2 separate regions of the Ovis aries genome follow, and region 2 is linked to region 1. The links are chromatin contacts, called in public Hi-C maps. All regions are on one chromosome and are shown on one strand. The core of a region is the stretch at or near the end of the contact, and the rest is flanking DNA. Distances in the headings are between cores, read along the strand shown. Region 1 overlaps NEDD4L (NEDD4 like E3 ubiquitin protein ligase). Region 2 overlaps NEDD4L (NEDD4 like E3 ubiquitin protein ligase).

The links. A called contact is a pair of places that touch in the nucleus more often than the background predicts.
Region 2: a Hi-C map of mixed tissues shows a contact between it and region 1, with 1.9 times the contacts expected there. The contact joins two enhancer-like sites. A contact is called at or near these places in 4 of 16 Hi-C or Micro-C datasets (mixed tissues, muscle, omental adipose tissue and 1 more).

Annotation. Positions count from the first base shown.
Region 1 is chr23:57,684,085-57,691,469 of ARS-UI_Ramb_v3.0, reverse strand. The region is part of intron 3 of NEDD4L (NEDD4 like E3 ubiquitin protein ligase); the gene reads right to left. Among named protein-coding and RNA genes, the nearest start is that of TRNAE-UUC, 170 kb to the right of the region's middle. Within about 2 kb of position 3,074, at least 25 of the 54 cell types and tissues checked have an H3K27ac peak or open chromatin away from gene starts, as enhancers often do.
Region 2 is chr23:57,817,869-57,825,253 of ARS-UI_Ramb_v3.0, reverse strand. NEDD4L (NEDD4 like E3 ubiquitin protein ligase) reads right to left here. Exons shown (of 33, transcript XM_042239245.1): 18 at 2,072-2,149; 19 at 608-662; 20 at 465-518. Among named protein-coding and RNA genes, the nearest start is that of ALPK2, 260 kb to the left of the region's middle. Within about 2 kb of position 4,518, at least 16 of the 54 cell types and tissues checked have an H3K27ac peak or open chromatin away from gene starts, as enhancers often do.

The DNA of each region.
Region 1 (7,385 bases), core at 1,825-4,324:
GAGCATGCGACCGCAGCGTGCTGAAGGTTGAAAACCAGAGTGGCAATTAGGCAGGGAAAACCCACAGGAGGTAAAACACTCTTCACGTCGGTGAACAGCTTGTAAGGAGCTCTATGGAGCTAGTCCCCGGGGGACCAGAGATCTCTGTGTAACAGAAGCGGGGGACTCGACCCTGATCCGTGGGAAAAGCCTGTGGGAAAGGCTGGTGATGAGACCTCCAGAGTCACGAGAGCCACCCAGCCAAGTCCATTTTGCTAACGCCTCAAGATGGTATAAGGCGAGCTCCAGACAACTCCCCTCTAGGGACTGACAACTCAGAAGAAATCACAGCCCCCAGATGACTAAGTCAGGACTCCAAGGACACCCAGAGGCTCCCTCCATAGCCCATCCAAAGGCATGAGCGTCTGGTTTCCTCTCTGCTCCTTCTCTCAGCCCATTCACTGAGCACCTACTATGCCTCGGGCATTGGTCCAGGCACCTGCGATTCACCGGGGAAGAAAGGATTTGTTTTCTTTGTGAACGTCACCCTCCAGCAAGGGGAGACAGGTGGTAAGCAGACTACAAACACTAAAGAGATAAGAAACACAGTGACTTCCCTGGTGGTCCAGGGGCTAAGACTCCCCTGTGCTCCCAATGCAGGGGGGTTCCTAGTCAGGGAACTAGAAATGCAGGGGGGTTCCTAGCCAGGGAGCTAGATCTTGCATGCCACAACTAACAGCTTGAATGCCACAACTAAAGATCCAAGATCCCACGAGCTACAACTAAGACTGGGCACAGCCAAATAAATGAATAACTTTTTAAAAAGACACACAGCAGGCAAAGAGGACTGACATTGGGAGGTGGAGGCAGGCACTGATTGTTGTTCAATTGGATGGTCCTGGAAGCTGTCTGAAAGGGTGATTTTTTTAATAACTTGAAGGAAATGACAAATTATTAAGTGGGAGACCCTCACAAAAATTTAACAATTGCACATTTGACAAAGATAGGGGTTTTTTTTTTTTCCTCCTCCTTTAATGGCTGTCCTGGTTTAGTTGATTTAAGGCAACATAGCAACATAATTGGGGGCTTCCCTAGTGGCTCAGGGGTAAAGACTCTGTCTACAATGCAGGAGGCCCAGGTTTGATCCCTGGAGCAGGGCGTCACAATCCACTCCAGTCTTCTTGCCTAGAGAATCCCATGGACAGAGGAGCCTGGTGGGCTGCTGTTCGTAGGGTTGCACAGAGTCAGACACAACTGCAATGACTAAGCAGCGGCAGCAGCAACGTCACTGCGGGCAGGTGCCCTGGAGTAAGGCACCAGGTTTGTTTCCTGGAGCTGCCACCCACACTGGGAAATAACCAGATGCCACGATTGCTGCCCATTGAGCTCACCAAGAGGAGAGCGAAAAAGCTGGCTGAAAGCTCAACATTCAGAAAACGAAGATCATGGCATCTGGTCCCATCACTTCATGGCAAATAGATGGGAAACAGTGACTGACTTTATTTTTCTGGGCTCCAAAATCACTGCAGATGGTGACTGCAGCCATGAAATTCAAAGATGCTTGCTCCTTGGAAGGAAAGCTATGACCAACCTAGACAGCATATTCAAAAGCAGAGACATTACTTTGCCAACAAAGGTCCATCTAGTCAAAGCTACGGTTTTTCCAGTAGTCATGTATGGATGTGAGAGTTGGGACTATAAAGAAAGCTGAGCGCCAAAGAATTGATGCTTTTGAACTGTGGTGTTGGAGAAGACTCTTGAGAGTCCCTTGGACTGCAAGGAGATCCAAACAGTCCATCCTAAAGGAGATCAGTCCTACATGTTTATTGGAAGGACTGATGTTGAAGCTGAAACTCCAATACTTTGGCCACCTGATGCGAAGAGCTGACTCATTTGAAAAGACCCTGATGCTGGGAAAAATTGGAGGGGGGAGGAGAAGCGGGCGACAGAGGATGAGATGGCTGGATGGCATTACCGACTTGATGGACATGAATTTGAGTAAACTCCGGGAGTTGGTGATGGACAGGGAGGCCTGGCGTGCTGCGATTCATGGGGTCGCAAAGAGTCGGACGCGACTGAGCGACTGAACTGAATTGAATCTCACCAAATGGTAAGGGGGGCTTTCCAATCCTATACTTTCAAGATAGCAGTAATTTACAAGGCTTGGTTCTATAAAATGCTAAAATAAATTCTGACTTAAAAATGAGAGTTCAGTATTGGACGTCACTTAACTCGACAGGGCCCCATGTGGCAAAGAACAAAACTTGTGTCACACCAGCGGTGCGGCCACAGGACCGACCCTTTGCTTCTGTATCCAGGCTGCCACATGTCTGAGAGGGCGGAATAACTCGTCCCTCCTGGACTACTCCAATGATGTGCCTGTCCCTGGCTTCCAACATTGGCAAGAAAAGATAAGCATGCTAGGTGAGTGGAAATATTTTTTTCCAGGAAAACAACTTTGCATTCTGGTCTATAAGATAAATGGCAGCATTGTCCCTTCTGAACACAATAACCTGTAACCTTCTACGGGGAGGAGTTGGCAGAGCCTTTTTAAAGCAGGTTTTCTGACCACTATCCCAGTGTCGGCCACAACTTCCAAATGAACCAAAAGACAGTCGTACTGGAAAATGTTAGAAGCTGCCTCGTGAGACAGCGACTGAGGAAAAAAAAGAAAGGCTTGTCCGCCCATGCCATTGTTGTTCCCTTGCTTGGTTATCACACTGACATGTTCCCTTGGTGACTGTCGGCTGCAGCTCCCTTCAGATGCCGTGTGGCCCACGGCCCGGGCACCAGTGTACACCTGGCCCCTCCTGCTGCCCCGGGCCTCTCCAGCACCCGGCTCCCGAGTGGGCACCCCCAGGGGCTCCGTGCACCCTTGTTGAATAAATAACTGAGCCTCACCACAAGACTGGGAAGCCACTTAGAGACTTACTGGTGCACTCTTCACCCGGAACTCACCAACTGCTTTTTCTTTCCTTCTCTGCCCACACTTCTCCCCTCCCCTAAAAAAGCAGCAGCCAAGCCAGATACAGAGCACAGCGAAAGGGCGACTTCAGGATGACGCAGGTGGCACCTCGGCTGGGCAAGCGCAGGAGGCCTGCAGCTCTGGGCCGGGGAGGGGCAGGCCGTGCCCCACCTGCCAGCACGCCTCTGAGTCTCACTGTCTGCGGGTCTCAGCCTTAAGCGGCTTATTGCCTAACTAAGATGCTGGATTTGTCATCAAAGCTTTCTGTGCTGTGTCATGCTCCAAATCTAATTTTCCCCATAACATCCCTGCAGTGGGTGATGCCCCATCTCCTGGGGTGTGCAGGTCCCCGGAAGTGACTGGGCCCCGTTTCGGTCTTCTCACTCTCATACTCTCTCTGACAGGCATACTTTTTAGCTGACGTAATCGTCCTAGCCGTTAAATTCTTTATTTCCTTCAGAAACAGGGCTCCTCTGGCATGCAAGTGCACGCACACACAGGGAAAAATCACTGTGTGGACTCCCTGTGAATGAACAAAGAATTGAAAAACAATTTTTTTAACTGGCTAATGAAATTGGGAAACATATTTTTCCCAGTCTGCTTAATCTCACCAATCAATTAAATGTTAACTGTCTTTGATGGCCATCCCCACTCAGCTCCATGCTTAAGGGTGGCTAAAGTATGTATTTAAAAAGAAAATCAACCCAGTGAAAACAAGAATGAGAAGGGGGAGAAACAGTCAGCCTTTTAAAAAGAATCTGAGCTCCACAAAAACTGCAACTTGGAAGCGAAAAAGAGGTCTCCAACACAAAGATACTTAATAAATATTTGGTCAGGGACAGACTCAAATAAGAAGACAAATTATTCTAAACGAATGAACAAGGATACTCAATAGCCTTGTCGATGAGTTAAGATAGCCACACAAACGTATTACCAGACAGGTCAGTGTCCTTCAGACACACCACTCACGAACCTCACATGCAATCACGCCCTTGAAAACCTCAACACAACAGGGCAAGAAAGAAAAAGTGGGAGACATTAAAATTCCTTAAAGCCCACCACACTCTTTCCTCTAACAAGGCTGGAGACTTCCGTGAGTCTCAAGCTTGTCTACACAGTATGGCAGATCTTGGCCAAAAATCAACTCGCCAAGCCTGTTAATTGAGCTGCAGGTTCAAACCAAATCCCGGCCCTGGAAAACGTTCCCAAAGGTCCCAGCCCCAGGGCCGTCGCTGACCTCTGCTCCAGAATCTGTGACCAGATGCCCTCTGTAATATGACGAGGTTTCCAGTCATTGACCTGAGTCAGAGGTGCTTTATAATCACATGTGATCCCGTCACCCGCAGAGGGCGGATGAGTAATAGTGAAGCGAGCAGGACAGCTTACATCACTGCAAGTGGTGATTTTTAAATGTGTTTCTATTCAACCCCAGTTACCCGACTAGAATCCATCATCTCTGAGTTGCCACTTAGTCTGGAGCGATGACCGCTAACTGCCTCTGGGAGGACATGCCCTGTCACACGTCCACGTGCCGTTCCAAACATTTCCACGGACGCCTCTGTTTTCCAGGAGTTGTCTTCTGGGCTGATGTCGGGGGGGAGAGCTGGAATTCTCCCTTTTCCCCAGTAACTGCTTCTAAGATGAGTCAGCGGCTCACGTCGGTCTCAGCTGAGAGTCCAGCTGGTGGTTTACCTGTTTTGGCTGATGCGGTTTTGGGGACAACACCAAAGCAGGAAGGAGTTTCCCTAAGATCTAGACCTCGGGCCTCAGAAACGAAGCTGTCTTTGACTCCAGGTGGGCAGCTGGGGGGCTCGGTCAGGCAGGCCCAAGCCCCAAGTCCTGGCCAGCGGGTGTGACGGCGCCTGCGACCCGCGCCCACACTGGACGCTGAGAAAGCCAGGCTGCGCTGGAGGGCACACAGACACGGGCCGCAGGTGTGTCAAGGGACCATCTGTGGAATTCGGAGCCGCTGAAAACACCTGAGAAGCTGGGCTTCGGGCATCACCGAGGAGGTGAATGACCTCAGGAGCCCCTGGGATCTGAGGGGAGAGACCAGTCCACCTGGAGAACCAGAAGCCCTTGACAGGGGCAGCGCGTGAAATCACGGCTAACTCAACACCCACGAGGGAAGCAACCACAGGGAGGAACAGGCTTCTGCCCAAGCGAGGGGAGTGACCACCTAAAAATCTATTTGAAGCCCTCAGAGGTACAAACACTGTCTGGAAAAAAATTCAGAAACACAAAACATCCCTCCCACCCCAGGGCCACCGCCATAACCCCAAAGTCTTACCAACCGCCTCTAAGATACTGTCAGTAAGGACAGAGGGCTCCCCACACCCACCAAACAAACCACTTTAGAATAAAGTTCTTATATTCCTCAAGTAGCAAAGCCCTACATTCTGCTCCTGCCTTCGTTTGATATCTTTTCATTATTCTCCAGGGTAATAAAAGAATGTCCTAACAGTGTTTTTTAACATAGGTATATATGTATACCTATGGCTGATTCATGTGAGGTTTGACAGAAAACCACAAAATTCTTTCAATTAAAAAATAAAACAAAAATAGAAAAGAAAAAAACTCAACATTTAGTTGCAGTACAAGACTCCAAAAGATATAAAACAAAACCTTTAAAACAAAACACAAAAATACACTGTACGTGAGAATCATTCCCACTGCTTTTCTCTGGTCCAAAGAGAAGGCATTTCTTTTTCCTCTCTTACTTTCACCATCGTCTTTCTCAAATCCCCATGGGAATGGCAGTTCCCCTTTTCCTCCTCACAAATATGTAAAGCGGGCGGGGGAGGCACCACTACACAGGCTCTTTAAATTCCCTCTCACAGTTTCAGTGGTTTGCTTTTTTTTTTTTTTTTGATGGGCACCACCTAACTCAAACATATGCAAACATCATGCTTCACAAGGGGAACAAAACAATAACTCAACTTTGGCTATTGGCTTGGCTATTTCATTTGCTGGTACCTTTTTTCTTTAATCGTCTTAAACAACATTTAATATTCGGTACACTTTTTTGAAAGTAACCTGGCTTGTTAATAAAAAGGTGCAACCTGCACTCCAATTCGTTTTAGCAACATACCAACATACACGAGCTGGCTAACAGTTTATGAATCATCATCAAATGAGACAGTAAAGAAACAAAACTCACGTGTTAATCGTAATACATATCCGTGCGTATGAGCAGTAGTGGTGGGAAAATGATAACAAAACCTCAAGGAAAAACTAGCTGAGTATGTTCCAGGCTTAACCATTTGCTCTCTCCAACCAATAATAACAATAATAATAATAATAAATGCATTTAAGATAAGTCATGTAAGGTAAATACTAGTGAGAAGAAAGATTTCTATCATTACCAACCAAAACTTCAGGTATAAACCATAAATCATTTCCTAAGCAAGCCATTTTACAACCTGAGCTGTTATTTCATCTGAGGCCAAGTGCAGGGGCTCCCTCTTCTCAGTGGGTTTCCTAAGCCAGAAATACTCAGAGAAAACACAGATCCAAAACACAGCAGAAAGGGAAACATAACTGCTTCCTCCCCAACCAGCGATTTCTAAATCAGAGAACAACGTTCGCAGAACTCCAATGATCGACGCTTTCCATTATTTCCCGAGGAAAAAAAGATACGAGTATCCACTGTGTCCTCATCTTCGGAATAAAAAATGTACTGTTTTCTAAACAGCCAAAACAGAGACAAAAAAGCCAAGAGCAGAGAATCAGGAATATTCAGCCCACAAGTCAAGTTTCGCTTTTTGCCGTCATGCTGTCTATGCAGACATAGAACAAAACTGATCAACTACAAGGAACTCTGAAGAGCACACACAAGTAATTTACAAAGAGGAATCTTGATGCTAGAATACTGCTACTGTTGTAAAAAGTACTATACCAAAGGCAAACTCCGTGCCAACAGTGGATGCTACGCATTCACATAATAAAAGCAGACAGTGGTGTCTTTGTTCTTACCTATAATTGTCCTCAAGGTTCATGAAAAACAAGTCATCTCTGCTGCCGGGAAGAGTCTGGTGGGGCTAGTGCTGCAGTCACCCAGCTGGGAGTCCGCCTCAACGACCCCTGGGCTCCCAGCCTCAGCTTCCCTTGTCCTCACACCTCTGCTGATCCTTGGGGACCACGGGCAAGTTTCTAACACAACTGAGGAAGAATGCCCCAAGCCGGCTACTTATACCGATGATTCACTTCAATGACAGCTAGACAGAAATGCTTGTTGGTAGAAAAGGAGTCGAGTCAACTCCACCCCTACCGTAAGGATTAAGTAACTCCACCCAGCTCAGCAATTAGCTTAAGCAGCCACTTGGTTCCAGGTCGTGAAGCTGCCAGCAGCATCGCTGCTCCCACTGGCAGTTCTCAGCAGGTAGGGAGACAACGCAGGGCTCACCAAGCAGGACGGCTGACAGACAGCGAACACACAGTT
Region 2 (7,385 bases), core at 3,269-5,768, 130 kb before region 1:
AAAAAAACCCCCACAAAACTAATGCCTAAAAGCAAACTTTTATTAGTTTAACTTTTAGTTGGCACAAGACACCACACGTTTATTCACAGGAGCTGGAGCAAATGTCCGCAGCAAATGTACTACAATTTCAAGAAAAGAACTGCACATGTATTAGTGTGCTGGGTGCAGGGAAACATGCTGTGAATAGAAAATAAGTCAGAGTGGGCATCTTGCCACGAGACCCCTGAAGGCAGAATTTAAAAAAACGTGACGGCTGCTTCAAGCACCCCTCATTCCATAGATTTCTGACCTGATCATCACTTCTTATTTTCTATTACCAGAGTATATTTATTAAAAGCGCAGAAGTCAAGGGGTCGTGAATCAGAAAAAAAATTTTTGCAACTAAAAAAAAACCCAAAAAGTTAATAGGTCACAAGGTCAAACTGGGATGGCTGTTTCAAGCGAAGGCGGGGCAGGGACAGTACCGTACGAGGGCACTGCGTCTCTGGCATCGTCCTCGCCATATAACACCTGGCTGCCTAGACGAAGAGTAAGATGACACAGCTTTCATGGCCACATCTAAGTTACCCTCGTCCCCACCTACATGCCCCTAACAGCGCCTACTTACTGTGGTCAATGTAAAACGTCCGGCCGTCCAAGTGGATCCTTTCTTCCCAGCCAGGCTGGTATCAGGGGAGAGAGACAGAGAAGACAAAAATAGCCAGCAGTTCCAAAATCAAAGGCGAATGCTAGAGACCCTGCGGCACCTTCTCCCCGGGGGTACATTTTCCCATAAAGAGTAAATGAAACGGGAACATTTCAGATGAACTAGTGACAACACCCAGCAACACACTTTTGCACACGTTCTGCAGTCCAGCTGTACTCGCTGGGTGATGAACAGGGACCAGGGGCTCTTATTTCAGAAGCTTCACGGGGAAACTTCGGCACACTGTGAGACAGTGGAGCCTGGGATGGAATAGCTCATCTAATTAAATGTATATTTACTGAGTCCTAAAGGGAGGAGGAAGGTTGATATAAAATGTGAGAGATGGAGGCTATATCCATGTCATCAGGTGGTTGAACAGTCTAATGTAATTCTCTATTGTGAACTCTCACTACTCAGGAACCAACAGATCTGGATAATTTTTCCGAGGTCAGTCTTGTGTGCTTTCATTATCTGGACTGTGCCCACGTGCTACTGAAGTCTAGAATCCAGCAGACCTAAACAGCCTGCCACCTTTCACCTTCTAAACCCTCTCTCCAGTCTCTCCTCTGGGCTCCTTCCATCTAAACCCCGGAACCCAATATCTGGGGAGTGTGTGACATTTGTATAACCCGATGAATAAAGACTTCACCCTGATCTTTCGAGTTTCAAATTTGGCTGTATGTATAGTACCATATAGCAGGCAATAGAAAGGTTCTTGGGAAACAATCACCAAAAAAATTCCCAGTACTGTTCCACTTTAAAGAAGTCTTGGAGTGGGCACCACTCCCTACCTTTCAGCCTCCGTAAGGGTTTTTAAAAAATGGGGGTGGGGGTGGGGGGTGGGTCAAGAAGGAAGCATGGAGAAGGTTTCATTCAAAATTTAACTTGGAATGAATAGCTCATTTCTCACTCAGGCCCCAAAAAAGAACTGATAAAAATTAGATTTATAAACAGTCATCGACAAGGGAGAACAACTTAAAATATCTGCAGGATAAATGACTTAGAGAAACCTTCTGCGATTACTTACGCCTTTTTCTCCCACAGTCTTTAATATTTTTATTCCTATGACTAAATCAGCAGTATGGATGGAAATCAATGGTTGCTAAGTTACAAGATAAATGTGTGCTGCTTAACTCATCACCTGCAGAGAAAGCCTCGAACATCCTAGCGGCAAGGTGTACCTTCCACTAGCAAGAGGGCAGCCATGCCGACCCCTCTCTCAGAAGAGCTACGTGCGGTGTGAACTGTGTAAACTGAGTCTATTAAGAACTTACAGACCAAAGGGACTCAACCCAGAGAAGAAGATCACAGGGCTTCCCTATCAGTACCGAGCCCGTGACTCAGTAAACACTTTCAGACTGGTCTGTGGGTCTCCAGTGTACTCACAGGAAGAGGGCCAAGGTCATTGGGGTTTAAGGATGCCTTTGACCGCATGTGTACTGGAAATTTCAGGCGTGGATCTTCCTGAAAGAGAAATGAAAAAGGCAGGAGATGTTAGGAGTGACTGACCGTGGGTAGTATTGGTCCTCCCCTTCGGGAGGTGTGTGCTCCGCAGCAACCAGGCTGCCTGTACGTGGCGATGCACTCCTGCTGCGTGGGGGAGGGGAGGATCCCACCTTGGTGTAGGAAGCCTGACATCCCAGCTCTCATAAATGATTCCACTCTTCCTTCTTGTCCTCGATGAGAGGAGGAGAGTAAGAACATTTAAGTAAAAGGTTTTCCCAAGACCCAGAGCAGATGAAGAGGGAGAGGGTTCCAGCAGTGATGTTACCATGGAAACCAGAGTGGAGGATGCTGGTGAAGACGAGGCCCTAGTCCACTTGGAGGGGGTGGGGACACCGGTTTGTATAGCTCCCTATGGACCTTGAGCCCTGGCGTGAGGGCAGCTAACCTGTTAGCAACAGCCTCTCCATCAGCACTTAAGTCTACTGTTGCTCCCTTCCACCTCTCTTCAGCTAAAGCCGAAAGTCTGAAATCTGGTCTGACTGCCCAGGCATGTCCTGCCCCAGAATTAGTTGGCAACATCTTATCAAGTCACATCCCCGTGAGAGAACTTCACCGGGATTCTTGACCAAGTTCTATAAATTCTTAAAGTTCTATAGATCTTAAAAGTTCACAAAATACTTTTCTTAAGAGATATGCTTTATCAGATACCACACAGAACCAATGAAAGAAAAATACATGCCCTGACATCTTGGGTCATGCTTTGTAACTTACCAAGAGCAGTCAGATGTACGATCCTGCAGCTACCTTGCTAGGAGGTTGGGCACATAATCTCTGCTCCCTTAGACAAGGAAACCGAGTCTCACAGAGAACAAGAACTTGCCCAGAGGTTCTGGTTTAGAGTCTAGCAGTTGCCCCTTCACTTATACAGACCCAATTAAAAATGCAGGGCAACCTAGGGAATCCCAATTTTAAACTCAAAAGATTAGAAAACAAACAAAATGATAATCTTTTAAGCTCAAATGACTAGAAAACAAAATGATAACATTATTAACTAAATAAGCCTAACAGGAAAACAAAAAGTCACCCTAAAATCTTAACAAAACCCAAAACAACCCTGTATTTCAATAATGTTAAAGCCTTTGTTGCTCTTAAAATTACTAAAAGGTTTTCTGCCTCAGCATTTTCCCAAGTCAGCAAGAAAATGAAATAGTTAATATAAAACTGGGAAAATAATAAACCTCACTTTTTGCTGGAGATATGAAGTTACATATGGTTATATACCAAGACTGTATTAAACATCTGGATTATGGAGCGTGACTGCTAATGGGCATGGGGTTTCCTTTGGCGGGATGGAAATGTCCTACAACTGATGATGGTGATGGCTGCCCGTGTGTGATGCTCTAAACATCATTCTGAGGTATGTTTTAAACGGGTGAATTGTATGGGATGTGCACGATACCTCGACAAAGCTTTAAAAATGTTTCTCCCAAATGAACAGTATAAACCCTTAGTATCACCAGATAATGACAAAGTGACAGGTTTGGGGGCTGGCAAGAACAACGACAACAAAAATCACACATGCACAAATCAACCTGTGCTTTCTGTCAGCTATAAGCAAACTGTTAATAGAAGCAATAAATCATATTAGCAGTTTTCGATGGAAATTGATCTTGAACTTTTTAAAGGGATAATTAGAGACCTAAAAACACTCCAGCATTCTATAGCATACTGGAACACCTACAGTGTAAGTAGATATACAAGTAGCTTTAGGATTCAGAAGGTCCAAAAAGCTGATCATCTGATAAACATCTGTGACTGTTTTGTCATGGAAAGAGGAAAACCTTAGAATGGTGAATTCCACCAAACACATCCAAGGCTAACTGTGAGCTGGCCCAAGTAATGTCCCCACCATGGGGAACCCTGGGCCCCCCACAGCCCTGGATGATGCTGGATTCAGAGAAAGTCCGAGGCTGGGATCACAAGGCCGGGGCTTCTGGATGCTCCATGCTTGGAATTATACATGCAGGCTACTGTGAAAGACAACCAGCTCTTCTGGTAAAGAGCTGCTGATTGAAAGAAGATAAACAAACAAAAAATCAACTGCAATTAAACAAAAGTGACCAACCGGGAATGGGGGAAGAAGCATGAAGAATAAAATAAACTCCGTTTCCCAGGTCTACTAAAATGGCCCGGCACAGAAATCTGGAAGCCAGAGAATGTGAGGGCTGGAGGCAGCGGTGTGTGTGTGGGGGCATCACGTGATTTTATTGTACTAACAAAAATCAAAACACTGGCAGCAGCTGCCATCCATCAGGCTCTGGGAGCTCAGCCTAGGGGGCCCCACGGAGCCGCCCTCCCATGGACTCCCCTGACCGACAGAGGGCGCAGCCGGCAGGGCAGGAAAACAGCCAGGCCCCATGTGAGCTGGGACAACCGGAGGGACGAGAGTCAGCCGGAGTCCCAGCGAGGTGAAGGAGTGAAACACACAACTCGGGCTGGGCTGTTCTCCCTTGCCTCAGCACAGAAGAGCCTCCTTCACAATTACATCAGTATTTCACAACCGCTTCCCTCAAATACAGTTGAAAGGGCTTTTAAATAGAAGGCAAAGATCAACATAAAAAAAAAAAAGGTTTCGGGGAGTTCCCTAGCAGTCCTGTGGTTAAGGCTTCGCCTTCCAAGGCAGGGGGCATGGGTTCAATCCCTGGTTGGGGAACTAAGATCCCACATGTCTCCCCTACCCGCAATTTCTTATTAGACTTATTAAAAACAGATAAAGTAAGGGCATGCTGGCTGGTTGAAAAAACAGTGGTGCTTTTTCCAGCCTGGAAGGGAGCAACCACCAGACCTGGACTACAGTGACTTTTATGAGTTTGGACCTGGGCAGAAAAGAAAACAAGCCTAAAACTTAATTACGGTATAATCTTTCTCATTACAGAAATAAGCCAATGCTTTGTCCTGTAAAAGACATAAATATGTTCTTACACACATGCTTTGAGCTGCTTCTTCAGCAGAAGCAATAGACACACTGAAGCCTCGTGTAATCTCTTCTCACCTCCCTAGGGGTCTCCCCGAGATCCACAGCCAACCCACCCCTGTGGGGGCCAAGAGATGCGCATTTGACATGTCTGACTTGATTACCGACAGCAGGCTGGCATCCTGCCTCTGTGATTCGTGAGTACAAAGGGCTGTGTTTTATAAACAGACTCAAAGGGGGGGGGGGTGTGTGCGCGTGCGTGCGTGCGTGTGTGTGTGTCAGACTCTGCGACCCTATGGACTGTAGCCCACCAGGCTCCTCAGTCCATGGGATTCTCCAGGCAAGAATACTGGGGCCAGTTGCCATTTCCTTCTCCAGGGGATCTTCCTGACCCAGCAGCGATCGAACCCACATCTCCTGCATTGGCAAGTGGATTCTTTACCACTAGTACCAGCCTGGGGAAGCAAAAGGAAGGTTCTTCTATCAATGTATACAAAGGAGAAGCTTCTGGTTTGTGCAGGGCTCGAGAGCACACGGGGTGCAGAGGGAAGATGTCCGTTTTCATCCCTCTTGACCTGTCTGACCGGTTTTTCTTTCTTTTATGACAATGCTCAAATCTAAGAATAGCTGTTCTTTCTTTAAAAAACAAACAAACAAACAAAAACAAAGCAACCCCCAAAGTAACTCAACACAGGTTTTAAGCTGAAAGTTATCTTCTTGTTTCTCCCCATCCCTCCACCTTTTGTCAGAATAAACACGTGTTCAGAGCATGTGCTCTGCAGCCAGCGCTGCGGATGGGCCTTTGTTTAGCAGGGATAACGCAGCTGTGTCAGGGCCTCCACGCTGAGCGGGGAAGGGTGTTGACGGCTGGTGGAACTCTTTGTTGCTCCCTTCAGGATTTTCATGACAGCACCCGTGACAAAACATTGTTTTAACAAATTGAAATTTGAAAATCAGTGAGTCACGAGTATCTGGTCGAAAGGGGCAATGGGAAATAAAAAACTGGGTTTCATTCAGCAACAATGCAGGCAATAAATAAAGCGGGTGCTATTTAAAAGAAAACCTGCCCAGCTGCGATTACACTGCAGTTGTGGCGTGAAAGGCTGTGAAAAGGTTAGGGGATTTGATTACTAAGCTAGTTCAAATTACTAAAATCATAGCTTATGTTGGCAAGCCACAGTGGCTCCATATACTAATCCATCTACTTTCACAATATTTACCCCCTACTTCTGGAGCTCCCATTTCTGGCTGAGGAACTGAAATCCCAGCAATGCTGTAGCAAGTAGAAATGGCTTCAGTAGTAGGACTGCTACAGGTTCTACATCCCTGAGGGGGGTTAAAAAAAGACTTTGAAACCAACCTCTGTCACTCTGTTTTCCAAGGAGCTTCCTATCTATTACTCTCTTGTTGCCACAAACCCGTAATATTATCTTCAGATGAAACTGTTACTTATTATACGTCTGAGAAGTAGTGATGAGTTTACCAAATGAATGCTACCAGATCTGAATTTTAAATTCTCTCTGCAGGTTATACCTTTACTTCAAAATTGGAGTGGTTCTCACTAAGGGGTGTTGGGAAATGCCTGGGGGCTCCCGAGCTTTTCAGTGTGCTGGGATCCGGCGGCAGGGGCCGAGGATGGCGAATGCCCCGCAGCAACAAGCACAGCCCTGCCCCGAGTGCTAAGAATGTCCTCGTGAAGACACACTGCACTGTGATCCGTGAGATCTGAGAGAGCCTAATCCAGTTCTCAAGGGACTGAATTACCATCGTGCCATGGGCAGAGTGTAAATGACAGTCCAGGTCACTTGGGTCCAGGTCTCTTCCTTCACATGATACTGCTGTTCTAGCAACTGGGTATATTTGGTGTCTTCACTAGAAGTGGGAATTTAAAGCATGTGTTGACTCTTGGTCCAAGACCAAAGAGCCAGGGCCAGTGACAATCACCAAAACTCAACCGGATTTCATGTAATCATCGGTTCTAAACAGCAGTGCAGCACATAAAAAGAATGGAGCCCAACTCCATACCTGGGTAGTCAGCTGGGGATATAAGGGGCAGGAAGGAAAACAAACCTTCGGGAACATCAGAAACAGTCGGAAACCTGAGGACCCACTTCAGGTTAACTATTGGCCTAGAGATGAAACAGCAGAAAAACAGCACTGACTTTAAAAAGAACTCTATGCTACCTCCAATGAGCCGCCGCTGACTGCCCTGAACGAAGGAAGAGCGAACAGGGGAATGTAAAGATACGCACACGTCCTTTTCATTAATCTCATTTTTCT